Regions from separate parts of the Mus musculus genome. Here regions 1 and 2 are each linked to region 3. The links are chromatin contacts, called in public Micro-C and promoter capture Hi-C maps. All regions are on one chromosome and are shown on one strand. The core of a region is the stretch at or near the end of the contact, and the rest is flanking DNA. Distances in the headings are between cores, read along the strand shown.

Evidence for each region. Promoter capture Hi-C pulls out the DNA fragments that hold promoters and counts their contacts. A called contact is a pair of places that touch in the nucleus more often than the background predicts.
Region 1: a contact with region 3 is called in a promoter capture Hi-C map of embryonic stem cells. The contact joins the promoter of Ltc4s here to the promoter of Gfpt2 in region 3. A contact is called at or near these places in 3 of 39 promoter capture datasets (cranial neural crest, embryonic stem cells and stem cell-derived epiblast-like cells) and 1 of 115 datasets of contacts at active chromatin or transcription factors (bone marrow-derived macrophages).
Region 2: a contact with region 3 is called in a Micro-C map of embryonic stem cells, with 2.4 times the contacts expected there. The contact joins the promoter of Sqstm1 here to the promoter of Gfpt2 in region 3. A contact is called at or near these places in 1 of 39 promoter capture datasets (stem cell-derived epiblast-like cells), 1 of 484 Hi-C or Micro-C datasets (embryonic stem cells) and 2 of 115 datasets of contacts at active chromatin or transcription factors (bone marrow-derived macrophages and pancreatic cancer cells).

What each region holds. Positions count from the first base shown.
Region 1 is chr11:50,236,939-50,240,402 of GRCm38.p6, forward strand. It overlaps Ltc4s (leukotriene C4 synthase), which reads right to left and starts at 1,594. Exons shown (of 5, transcript NM_008521.2): 1 at 1,440-1,594; 2 at 403-502; 3 at 256-326; 4 at 79-160. The coding sequence starts at 1,497.
Region 2 is chr11:50,208,656-50,212,187 of GRCm38.p6, forward strand. Sqstm1 (sequestosome 1) reads right to left here and starts at 2,165. Exons shown (of 8, transcript NM_011018.3): 1 at 1,898-2,165. The coding sequence starts at 2,102.
Region 3 is chr11:49,792,844-49,796,671 of GRCm38.p6, forward strand. Gfpt2 (glutamine fructose-6-phosphate transaminase 2) reads left to right here and starts at 1,312. Exons shown (of 19, transcript NM_013529.3): 1 at 1,312-1,400. The coding sequence starts at 1,394. Gm36507 (a long non-coding RNA gene) reads right to left here. Exons shown (of 4, transcript XR_003949545.1): 4 at 1,395-2,539.

The DNA.
Region 1 (3,464 bases), core at 344-2,843, 440 kb after region 3:
GCCGCCTCCCACCCTTTGAGCGGCGTTGGGGAGCGACCCTCCCCTGCAGTGCTTTCCCGGAAGTCCGGCCAGAGTTACCTGAGTTGCGCTGAGCGCGCGTATCCCTGGAAATAGCGGAGGCGCGCGAACAGGTAGAACAGTCCGCACAGGGCTGCGGCTCCTGCGAGAGTCGATGCAAGGCGACGCGGTGAGCACGAGCTCCCGCCATCCGGGATCACCCCCACCCCCGAAGTGTGCCCCCACGCTGCCCCGCACCTTCGTGGAAGAAGATGCCGGCGACCCAGAGTGTGGCGAGGAACAGCGGAAAGTACTCGCTGCAGTTTACCCTGCGAGGGGTAGGCTGGGTGAGCGCGTGGTTCACCTTGGCTGACACCCGAACCCGCCCGGACCCGCCGCGCTCACTGGGCTCGGAAGACGCGCTCGAACTCGGGAGGGCCAGAGGTGAGCGGCGGCGACACGTGGAAAGCCCTTCGTGCAGAGATCACCTGTAGGGAGAAGTAGGCTGCGGCCGTGGGGGTGTGGGAGTCAGGTGTGGTGCTCCGCAGATCTGGAGCGGGATCCGTCCCTTAGTTCCCCTCTCCTTGCCTCTCACTGAGCGACTCTCTTCTAATGCCCTTCTCCCACCTGCCCCATCAGTGGTGTTCAATGGAGAGGCCCTGTAGGCCTGAGGGTTGATTGACTAGGGTGATGCGCGGCTGAAACACCTGCCGGTGGGAGGAACCTTAGAAGACTTTACTCCTGAACGATTTGACTTGCAAAGCACAGGCAAATGCCTACCTCCCGTTCTGCAGGTCTGGACCCCCTGCGTAGGCAATGGACCAGGGCAAAATTGGCTGTATTCTTTAAGGAACAAGGAAGCACACGTTCTGTGGCTAAGGGACCCTGGTTTCCCCTCTACAGAATCAGCCAGAAGGGACTCTGCCACAAGCCAGAGTCAGTCTAGCTTGGGTCTCAGTACCACCACACAATAGCATAAATTCTTGTCTCAGTTTCTGTTTAGACATCATGGACCCAGCCTTAAATCTGGCAGATACTGTGCTCCAGATGCGTGGAGTTGGGACTCTCCCAACCTAAGCCCATAGCTATTCCACTAGTCACTGTATTGCACTCCCAAACAGATACCAGCTCCCACCACAAGGCAGGCACCTCAAGTGGCCCCTCAGCAGGGTGGCCATCCTTCACCTGGTCCTCCCCTGTAGACACTCCTTAGAGAGTGTCTATACCTGCTCCAGGGAAGTGGGGACTTCTCAGCTGGAACTTTGGCCCTCCAACAGTTCTTGAATTGCTTGGACCTTGGTACCAGGAGGCTAGCCTAGAAGCCTCCTGTCCTTCTCCTGAGCCTGGGCCTGCCAGCACCCCAATTCCCTACCCCAGGAGCCTGAAGAGAGCAGACTACAGGATGTAAGATCCACCCACCTCCCAGACAGGAGCCAGCCCACCTTGCAACAGAACTCCCACGAGGGTGACGGTAGCCAGAAGAGCCACTTCGTCCTTCATGTTGCCAGCCACAGGCAGAATTAGCTTTGGTGTTCTTCTTATCGCCCAGTGTGCTACTCAGACGCTGGCCCAGGAGAGGAAGAGCCTCGGCGCTCTCCACCCCTTTGCAGTAGAGGCGGGGAGGGGTGGGGATATGACTGTATCCACAAAGGCAGGGAGCCTGGCCAGGCTGGGAAGGTAGAAACCAGTGCTGTGGACAGCTTGACCACTTCCTTCCAGTTGTTCCTGGCCTTTCCGTGCTTAGTCCTGTGGTGGCGGAACTCATGCTGCTCACCCAGGCTCCCTCTGACTGCTCACCCATGCCCCCTCTAGCCTTGTGTGTTTCCAGCTACCATATCATCTAGACCCTGCATCCTTGGTAGTTTCCCACTGGCCTTTCAGACTTCCCCTTCATCCAGGGTTTACCCTAGGCTCTGGGCTCCTGGACTCCCACCCCTGACTTCCCCTACCCCAGTGATGACTGGGTCTGTATTCCCATCCAGGGCTACTCTGTAATGTCTAGTGCTGACACACCCTTCCCAACTCCCTATGGCTTCATAATGTCCAGGTGTCCCCAGCCACAATGGACCTACCCATGTTCTTCTTCCTCCTTGGCATCCTGAGGCCCATCCCCCTCAGAGCCCCAAAGGCTCATGAATGATATTTTTTATCCTTGGTTATGGGGAAATACTTGTCTCTAGGCTGGTGTATTTGCCCAGCATCCTACTTGGCTCCAGGCACTGACCCTTCCCTTCCTTAGCCTAGTCCTTTCCACACCAGACAAAGCTGACAACTCCCCACCACTGCCACACTTGTGGTGTAGTCATGTGTGCCGATGTTGACAGAAGAGAGACCCAGTTCTGGAAACTTCCATTAGCAGTCTGGGAAAGGAAGCTTAAGAGTACAGAAGCTGAGAAACTCTTGTTGTCGAGCCCTGGGGGCCACCTTGTGTGGTGTGTGCTCCTGGACTGTTCTTCCTTGTGAAATAGCCACTTCTCTTTTCCGATGAAGCTGGTTTGAGGTAGATTTGGTCAGCAGTGGCAAAATCCAGATCCATCTGGAAGAGTGGACGGAGCCATAGGTGAAGGGCGTGAACCAGCACAGGACAGGAGAGGAGCGTGTACTGGGGAACTAACAGGTCCTAGGCCACACTCCTGTCCCTGCAGCCAGCTTGGCCATATCATGGGTGTCATAAGACAGGGTCACCCTTGGGAGCTTCTGCTTCCCCACAGCCAGCCTCCGTCCTCGTTGCCTGAGGCCTTGGTCCCTGTGGACTCCCCAGAACCCCTTCGGTCTCTTTGTTCATTATTGCCCTCAGAAGATCTGAGGCCTACCTGCTGGGGCTCTGCAGGTTTCTCAAGATCACAGTTGGGTCAACGCTGGTCCTTGCATTACACCAACGTGTAATAGCAGTAGCTGGTGCTCTGAACTCAAGGAATGGTCAGGACACAGGCGTTCCAGGGCAAGATGGGCCTGCACCATGCCAATGCTTGGGTTCCAAACTTCAGGAGGCTGCAGTTGGGGCAGCTTCCGGGAGGGAAGGCATTGAAAAGGCAGAACAGGGCTGGTGAGATGGCTCAGTGGGTAAGAGCACCCGACTGCTATCTGAAGGTCCAGAGTTCAAATCCCAGCAACCACATGGTGGCTCACAACCATCCGTAACGAGATCTGACTCCCTCTTCTGGTGTGTCTGAGGACAGCTACAGTGTACTTACATATAATAATAAATGAGTCTTTAAAAAAAAAAAAAAAAAAAAGAAAAGGCAGAACATAGGATACAGGCAGGCCATGCTCCTATATGCCCATGTGGATAGTGTGCCTGTCTGCGTGCCTGTCAGCAAATGAACATCTCTGCGTGTCTCTGCGGTGAGCGTGGGTGCTCGCCGGTGCAGGCTACAGACAAGTCTATGTCTTGTGTTACTTCAGGCTCTGCTCTGCCAACCTTACATTTCCTCTCAGGCCCATGTGTCCTCCCATCAAAGTTCATT
Region 2 (3,532 bases), core at 915-3,414, 420 kb after region 3:
TTTTCTGCTTTCAGGGGCAGGATCTTAGTATGTAGCCCTACCTGGCCTGACACTACTTAGAGCAGGACAGCCTACAACCTGTGGATGAGCCGCCTTCGTGCTGGGATTACAAACATGCAACCAGGCTTCCAGGTTTTGTTTTGTTTTTTTAATATTGTATGTACACATCACACACACACACACTTAAGTGTATGTGTGTGCCACAAAGGCCAGAAGAGGTGTTGGGTCTCCAGGACCTGCAGCTGTGATGAGTGCTAGGGACAGAACTTGGGTCCTCTAGAAGAGCAGCCAAGGCTTTAACCATTGAGCGATTTCTCAAACCCATCTGGCTTCATTTTGTTAGCTCACAATAACTGGGATCACAGCCATATGCTTCTATGTCAGTACAAATAGTCTGTATAAAACCTGATACAGTACAAAAACCTTATACAGGCCAAAACCACACACCTGCAGGCTGGACTGAGCCTCTGAGCAACCATTTAGCAACAGCTACCATAAGGGAGATGAGAGAGATTGCCTCAAAAGAAACAGTGTCCATAAACTACAGACCAGATAAATTAAACATGACATATTCAAAGAAGACTATTCTTCATACACAAAAAGAAATTAAATACTGCCCATGTACAGAAATAGAGCCCTTGACTAGCATATGCAAAGCCCTAGGTTCAATTCCCAGTACTGGAGGGGGGAAGATGTACTAGTGAGAGCTGTAATACAAATGGGCCTTAGACATATTAATAAGTGAATGAACAAAGATTCACTGTGCCAGCCTGGTCTACAGACCAGCCAAAGCTACCTAGAGAAACCCTGTCTTGAAAAAGCAACCAAAAAAAAAAAAAAAAGCCATTTTAATGTGTTCTAATTCCTAATAGTAAAATGAATACTAAAGTAGACCAGCCATTGCCTGGAACTGGAAAGGATACAAGATGACAAACAGGAAAAAAATTATATAATAAAATAATAATTATTACAATAATTGTTATATAATTTTTATGTAATATATAAATAAAATTTATAAAACAATGAAGAGATTCTAAGCCGAATGTGAAAATAGTTATACAACTCATTTTTTTTTTTTAAATGCAAGGAGCTGGGGAGGTAGCTCAGTTGCTCGAGGGCCTAACATGCATGAAGCCCTGGACTGGATGCCTAGCACAAAGATGACTCAGAAGGACAATTTAGAGATACAGGCCATCCCGGCCATATAGTAAGACCTGTCTCTGCTAATACGAAAGAATAATCGTTATACACTTTTACTGGGTGAATTGCACAGGTCCTAGGTTATAACGCAGTTACACTGAAAATTTTCTGTCCAGTAGTCCCTGTGATTCCTGCACTAGAAAATTGAGACAAGAGGATTGGAGTGATTGAGGACGGCCTAAACCACTCGTGAATTCCAGGCCAATCAGGCTACGTGGCTTTATTTCAGAAAAGAGAGAGACTGACCAACCAACCTGGCCTACCCACAGTCCTCCATAGAGATCGCAAAACCATTCCCTCCCACAGGGAGGGTCTTGTCCACTCGTCTCTTGTCAACAACCTCTAGCTCCACCCCATGCAGCCACCAGCCACTCCAACGCAAGAGACTGAGCTAGTTCCGGGGTCCCCTACCTCCCTTCCCACGGGCTGCCCCACCCCGCCCCCGCTGCTTATTTATCCGCGTCACTCCTCTCCACCCCTCCTCCACGTCTGCCTGGTCCCAGGTCTTCCGGGGCTTTAACTGAACCCACCACCGGGCGTTACGGGGAGCAAGCGAACCGCTGGATGTTAGATGTAACCTGAGCGGCCGCCTGACCACCCTGTCCCCGCGGGGAGCCAGAGGACACGCCGCCTCGTCCTCGCCCAGACCTACTACTCCCTGGCGGGGGAGGTTGGCTTCCCCGCCCCAGGCCCTCACCGCGGTAGTGCGCCTGGAAGCCGCCAGGCCTCAGCGTGGGGAACAGCACAGCCACTCGGCTCAGCAGCCTCTCGCAGGGCCCCGGGCCGGCCGCGGCTTGGGCTTCCGCCTCCGGCTCCGGGCTGAAGCAGAAGCTGAAGCGGCGGATCTCGCGGGTCGCCTCCTCCTTGCCCAGAAGATAGGCCTTCACCGTGAACGACGCCATAACCGCGGTCTAGGTACGGACGAAACAGCTGGGCAGCGGCGGCGCCGAGAGCCCAGCTTTTATAGAAAACGGGGGAGCCCCGCCTCGTGGGGGCGGAGCCTCTATGAGCCCCGCCCCTCCCCTAGGCTGGGGCGGCCGCTGGAGCCCCCTTGATGGGACCCTTGAAAGGTACGGGGTCGAGACGACCCCACTGCCTACTCTTTTCTTTCCCACCGAATACATGGGTGACCACAAGAGACCAGCCTCAGCCTCAAGTCGTTGGGAAAAGGACCCGTAAGTATCGAGCCTAGGTACCTCCCAGGCTTGGGCCTGCCTATGACTCAGCAGTGTCGTCCCCAAGCCAGGGGGGATGTACGGCCCAGAAGCTAGGAGGACACAGATGTCTACTGTCAGGTAGCCATTCTTTTAGCCAAACAGGCTGTCTCACAGGATGCTATTCCGACCCTCCTAAACATAGTGTCCCCGGTAGTAGCCCCCACTCCCACCCCCTTCCAGGCATCCACCATGACCAGCCCCTCACTGAATAAAGGAACATCACCCACCATCTTAGGCCTCACCCAATTTAACAAAGATCAGGTTGAGAGGTGTTGGACAAGCACTGGTGACTTCTCACAAACCCACCCTGTAAGAGGGGTAGCCAGGGCTCCAGAGGCAGCAGTAGTCACAACCTGTTCATTGCAACCAGAGATTCCTCACTGCAGCCCAGACACACACACACATACACACACATTCATATTCTCTCTCTCTCTCTCTCTCTCTCTCTCTCTCTCTTTCTCTCTCTCTCTCTCTCGGAAGGTACATGTATCTCAGGCCTTAGTGGCTTCAAAGCACAAAGGGATCAGACCACCTGCCCTCCATCTAGGAACCAAAATACAAGCTATAGCCAGTCCTGTGCCACAGGTTGGTTATTCCAGCTGTTTGAGGTGCTGAGGCAGGAAAAGACCAAGTTCAAGATATTCTGCTTGAGCAACTTGGTGAAACTGTTTCAAAATAGAAAGTGATCCTAGTACTTGGGAGGTCAGAGGTTCCAGAGTTCAAAGCCAGCCTTGGCTGCATGAGGCTTCTAAGAAAGAAAAAAAGTCTGGGTGCTGGGGGGCGGGAATAAAGAATCTGGCTATACAGTTTAGTAAGGATACAGGAGATTTAGCTTAGTAGGGATACAGCTTATAGAGATTTAGCTTAGTAGGGATACAGGTCATGAGGATTTAGCTTAGTAGGGATATACCCGGGAGATATCATTAATGGGAATTTGGTGCATAGGGATATAGCTCAGTGACAGAGCACCTGCCTAGTATGTGTTACATCTTAGGTTCAACCCCCAATACAAACGCCAAAACCAGGAAATGCTGCTTTCTGTGGCCAGAGTGACCTGTTAGCTAGCATGATGACACACATCTGTAACCCCAGCCCTTGGGAAGCTGAGTCAAGAG
Region 3 (3,828 bases), core at 62-2,561:
TCGCTGAGGTGAAGGAGCAGTGCTGCTCCTGAGTCAGCTTTAGGCATCAGATGATTCAGCCCAACCTTCTCAGTCAGTACCATCGAATTTCAAACTCCTCAGTGGGCACAACACCTCCATTCCCAGGGAGCTGCAAAGCTACGGAAAAAAAAAAAAACAAAACAAAAAAAAAACGCCAAACACAAGACTTACGCTAGTTTTTCTCTTTAAAAACTATAATTGGGGAATACCATTGATTTAGATTTCAACAATTTATTTATTTATTTAAGTTAAACCATGCACACACAGATGGCTTCAAAGTGAGCAAATATTGGGCCAGGTCTTTTCTCAGGAGATGAGGGGGCTGGAGAACAGAGAGGAGAGGAGGAGACAGCCGGGAACTAGGGCGGGGGAAAGCCAGCCTCGTGACTCATCCGTCGCAGGGTCGAACCAAGGCTCCAGGTCACTGTGGGGCGGTGGAGCCCCTGGCTTGGATGCAGGCTCACGGCTTGCCAGACGGGTCTGCCAGCGCATCTCCATTATGGGGCGGTTTCCGGGGCGGCCCAGCTTTCCTTTAGACCTGGGGGATGCCTACCCCCTGCACCTCTCAGGTCCGGGCTCTGGCACATCTTGGTCAATATCTTATATCTTAATAAGGAGCTTCAATTTTCTCCCTTTTTCAGCCAAGCCCAGTTTGCTCCTGGCAGGCTTGGAAGAAGTTCACAAGCCTAGTGTGTGCTACTTTTTCTTGCTCTGAAAGAAGTTTGGAATAGTGAGTGGGGCATGTTGCAAGAATAGGAGTCCACTCTGTGTGTGTGTGTGTGTGTGTGTGTGTGTGTGTGTGTGTGTGTGAGAGAGAGAGAGAGAGAGAGACAGAGAGAGAGACAGAGAGACAGAGAGAGAGACAGAGAGACAGAGAGAGAAAGGCAGAGAGGGAGACAGAGACAGAGAGAGACAGATTGGTTGTACTCTGTGTCTACACAGTCTGTCTGGCCTTAACCTCAGGAGGATCTGAGAGGTACATTTTATTATTATCACATTTTACAAATGAAGAAACTGAGGCACGGAGCGATCTGTCCCCCTTGCTAAAGTTTCACGTCTAATATGACTGACTCAAAATTCCAACTCAAGGTGTTTACCACCGATTGGGCTTCCTCCCTCCCCTTACAGTAGAGACTGGAGCTTGGGAGCCGCCCCTCACCCCTTACCCTGAGTCTTGGGGGCCCCCCGCTGTTGTCACGACAACCAGAAACCAATAAGGAGCAAGCAGGCGGCAGGAGGCTCCGCCCCAGCCCCACCCCTCTCGGAGGGCTACTGGCTGGCTATAAGGGCAGGAGACCGAGCGGCGGGAGCCTGAGCCAGGGAGCGCGAGGCGCAGCGAGTCGTCTGAGCGTCTGGAGCGATCGGAGCCACCATGTGCGGTGAGTGCACAGCGGCCTTCTCCCTCAGAGCCTAGGCCAGAGAGCCAGGCACAGGGGACCTGCTAGGGGCGGCGATTGTGGGGCTTTCATTAGCCAGGCCTTCCTTCCCCGCGCGCGGACCCAGAGTGACGTCTCGGGGACATGGGGGCGTGGGGAGGAGGACGACTAAACTCCGTGTAAGAGGAACCAAGCCAGGACCTCACAGAGCAGGGGCAACGAGGCAGGTCCCAGAAAAGGAGCCCCGCAACACAGAGGTGTCTCCACCAGGAGGGTGCTTCCTTCACTTGGCCCACAAAGGCCGCCACGAGCAACCTCATCATTCCGGGCTCGGAGTGGTGGTCCAGAGTCCCAGTTTGCCGCGCCCACCGAGGACAGGAGACCTCACCTGTGCGGTGTCAGCAGCCCGCCCCGGGGCGTCCCAAACAGCTCCTGGTGCGCTCAGAAAGGTTTGCCCATCTTGCTTGCGACTCAAAAAGAATCTCCTGTCCCTAGAAGGGTGGGAACTGTGGAAAAGCTTTGCTGGAACGAGCTCTTGGCGACAGGATAGATAGTGACTTCCCCGGAGCCTTGGCCCAAAGCTAGGAGCGGGAGCCCTGGACCGGATAGCTGCGCAGCCCGGAGCGACGCCGAGGTGTCCAGCCGGGTTTTGAGAGCAGAAGGGAGGCGGCCGCCCTGGGCGCACATCTGCAATTCCTTACCCTCCTGGCTGGCTGGGCCGCCTCCGCTGGCTGGCTGGCCGGGGAAAGCCGGGAACTTCTGGGACAAAAGGTCACTGTGCGCTTTTTTTTTTCCTGCCTTGAGTAGGATTCAGTTACCCACTCCAGCCCCCTGCGGCTGGAGAACCTGGTGGAACTTTTGAAGCCATGAAAGGCGCCTCTCTGACTTTGCTGAAGGCTTGTGGGGTGGGGTGTGCCAGTGGGTGAGTCCAAAGCCAAGGTCTGTACAGGCCTTGTTTCATGAGCCAGGAGACCAGGAGAAAGGAACCACAGAGCAAGGATTAGGCAGGAACCATGGGGACGCAGCCTCATCCAGAGAGAGCCGGGGTCAGTTTAAAATCCTGGATCCTCAGACAGAATCTTAGGACTCCTGGGCATCCTTTGGCAACGTGTGTGAAAGGTTGCTTCAGGCGTTTCTGGACACTGAAATGAAACAAATGTATAAGTTTTGTCAGATTCAACCCGCCCCCCGCCCGCCCCCCCCCCCCGTTTGAGTTCTTGTAGATCTTTAGCCACCGGTGGCTTTAGAACCAGACTTTAGCAAGAGACCTGAAACTACTTGAGCTCCAGGGCTTTCCTTGCTGAGCCTCTCAGATGGCCCTGCATCTCCACCATCAACCACCTCAGCTTCCCACCCTGTTTCCTCCTGGCGTCTGCCTTTCTTCTGTGTCTTTCCAAGCTCTGGAGAACTGTCTCCTCCAACCCTTTGGAAGAGATGGGGTTTGGGTTATAACCAACCCGTCTCCTTTCTAGACTTTGGTATTGATTTGTGACTGAGTATGAGAAGTGCTTTGAGGTCACCAAAGAATGTCTAGGATGCAGTAGAAGTCTTGGCCCAGCTGTGCGCCTATTCAGAACCAGAATCAAAGGAGCCAGATGAGCTAGGCGAGGTTAACTCCTCAAACTTCAGGGTTTTTTTTTTTTTTGAAGCCGTCCTTGCTGATGTCTGACCCAGCCAGCTGCCTGGAATTGAGCATACTGGTCTGGGTGCTCTTGGACTTCGTGTTCTGCACTGGATACTGGCTTTCCTTTTATGGTCGTTTTCACTTGCAATTTAGTGACTTTTACAGAAAAAAAAATGATAATGATCGTGTTTTTGGCACAAGGGTACAACAAATATTGAATCAGTTTCACTCTACATTTGGGGGAAACTGAGCCCCAGGGAGGCCTGTCTGAATAGGAACCTTAAGGTCATTTCAATGTCCTGGGCCATGTCTGCTGCTTTCATTCAAAGCAGCCTCAGGTTTCAGGGATCAAGACCAAAGGCCTTATGGGATGGTAAGCTGATGAGATATGACATCCAATGATGTCTCCATCCACAGAAAGCTGGGGCCCAACAGGAACCAACCCTCAAAGAGAACAGATGTGCTTTAGTGTACCAAGAGTTAAGCTGACCCTTAAATGTTGTCTTAGCTTCCTTTCCTGTTGCTGAGAGAAAACATCCTGGCAGAAGCAACTTAAGAGAGAAAGGACTTGTCCCAAGTTACAGTCCATCATTGTGTGGGAATCCAGGTTGCAGGAATGTGAGGGACCCAGGTAGATTAAGTCCAGGCGAGAGCAGAGAACAGGAGTGAACGCATGCAGCACTTAGCAATCCGCCTTCCCTAGCGACCTGCCTTCTTCCATTCAACCTAGCACACAACCCACAAAATGGCCCCATCTATATTTAAGGTGAGCCTTTCTATCTAAACTAATACAAGTCAAAATATCTA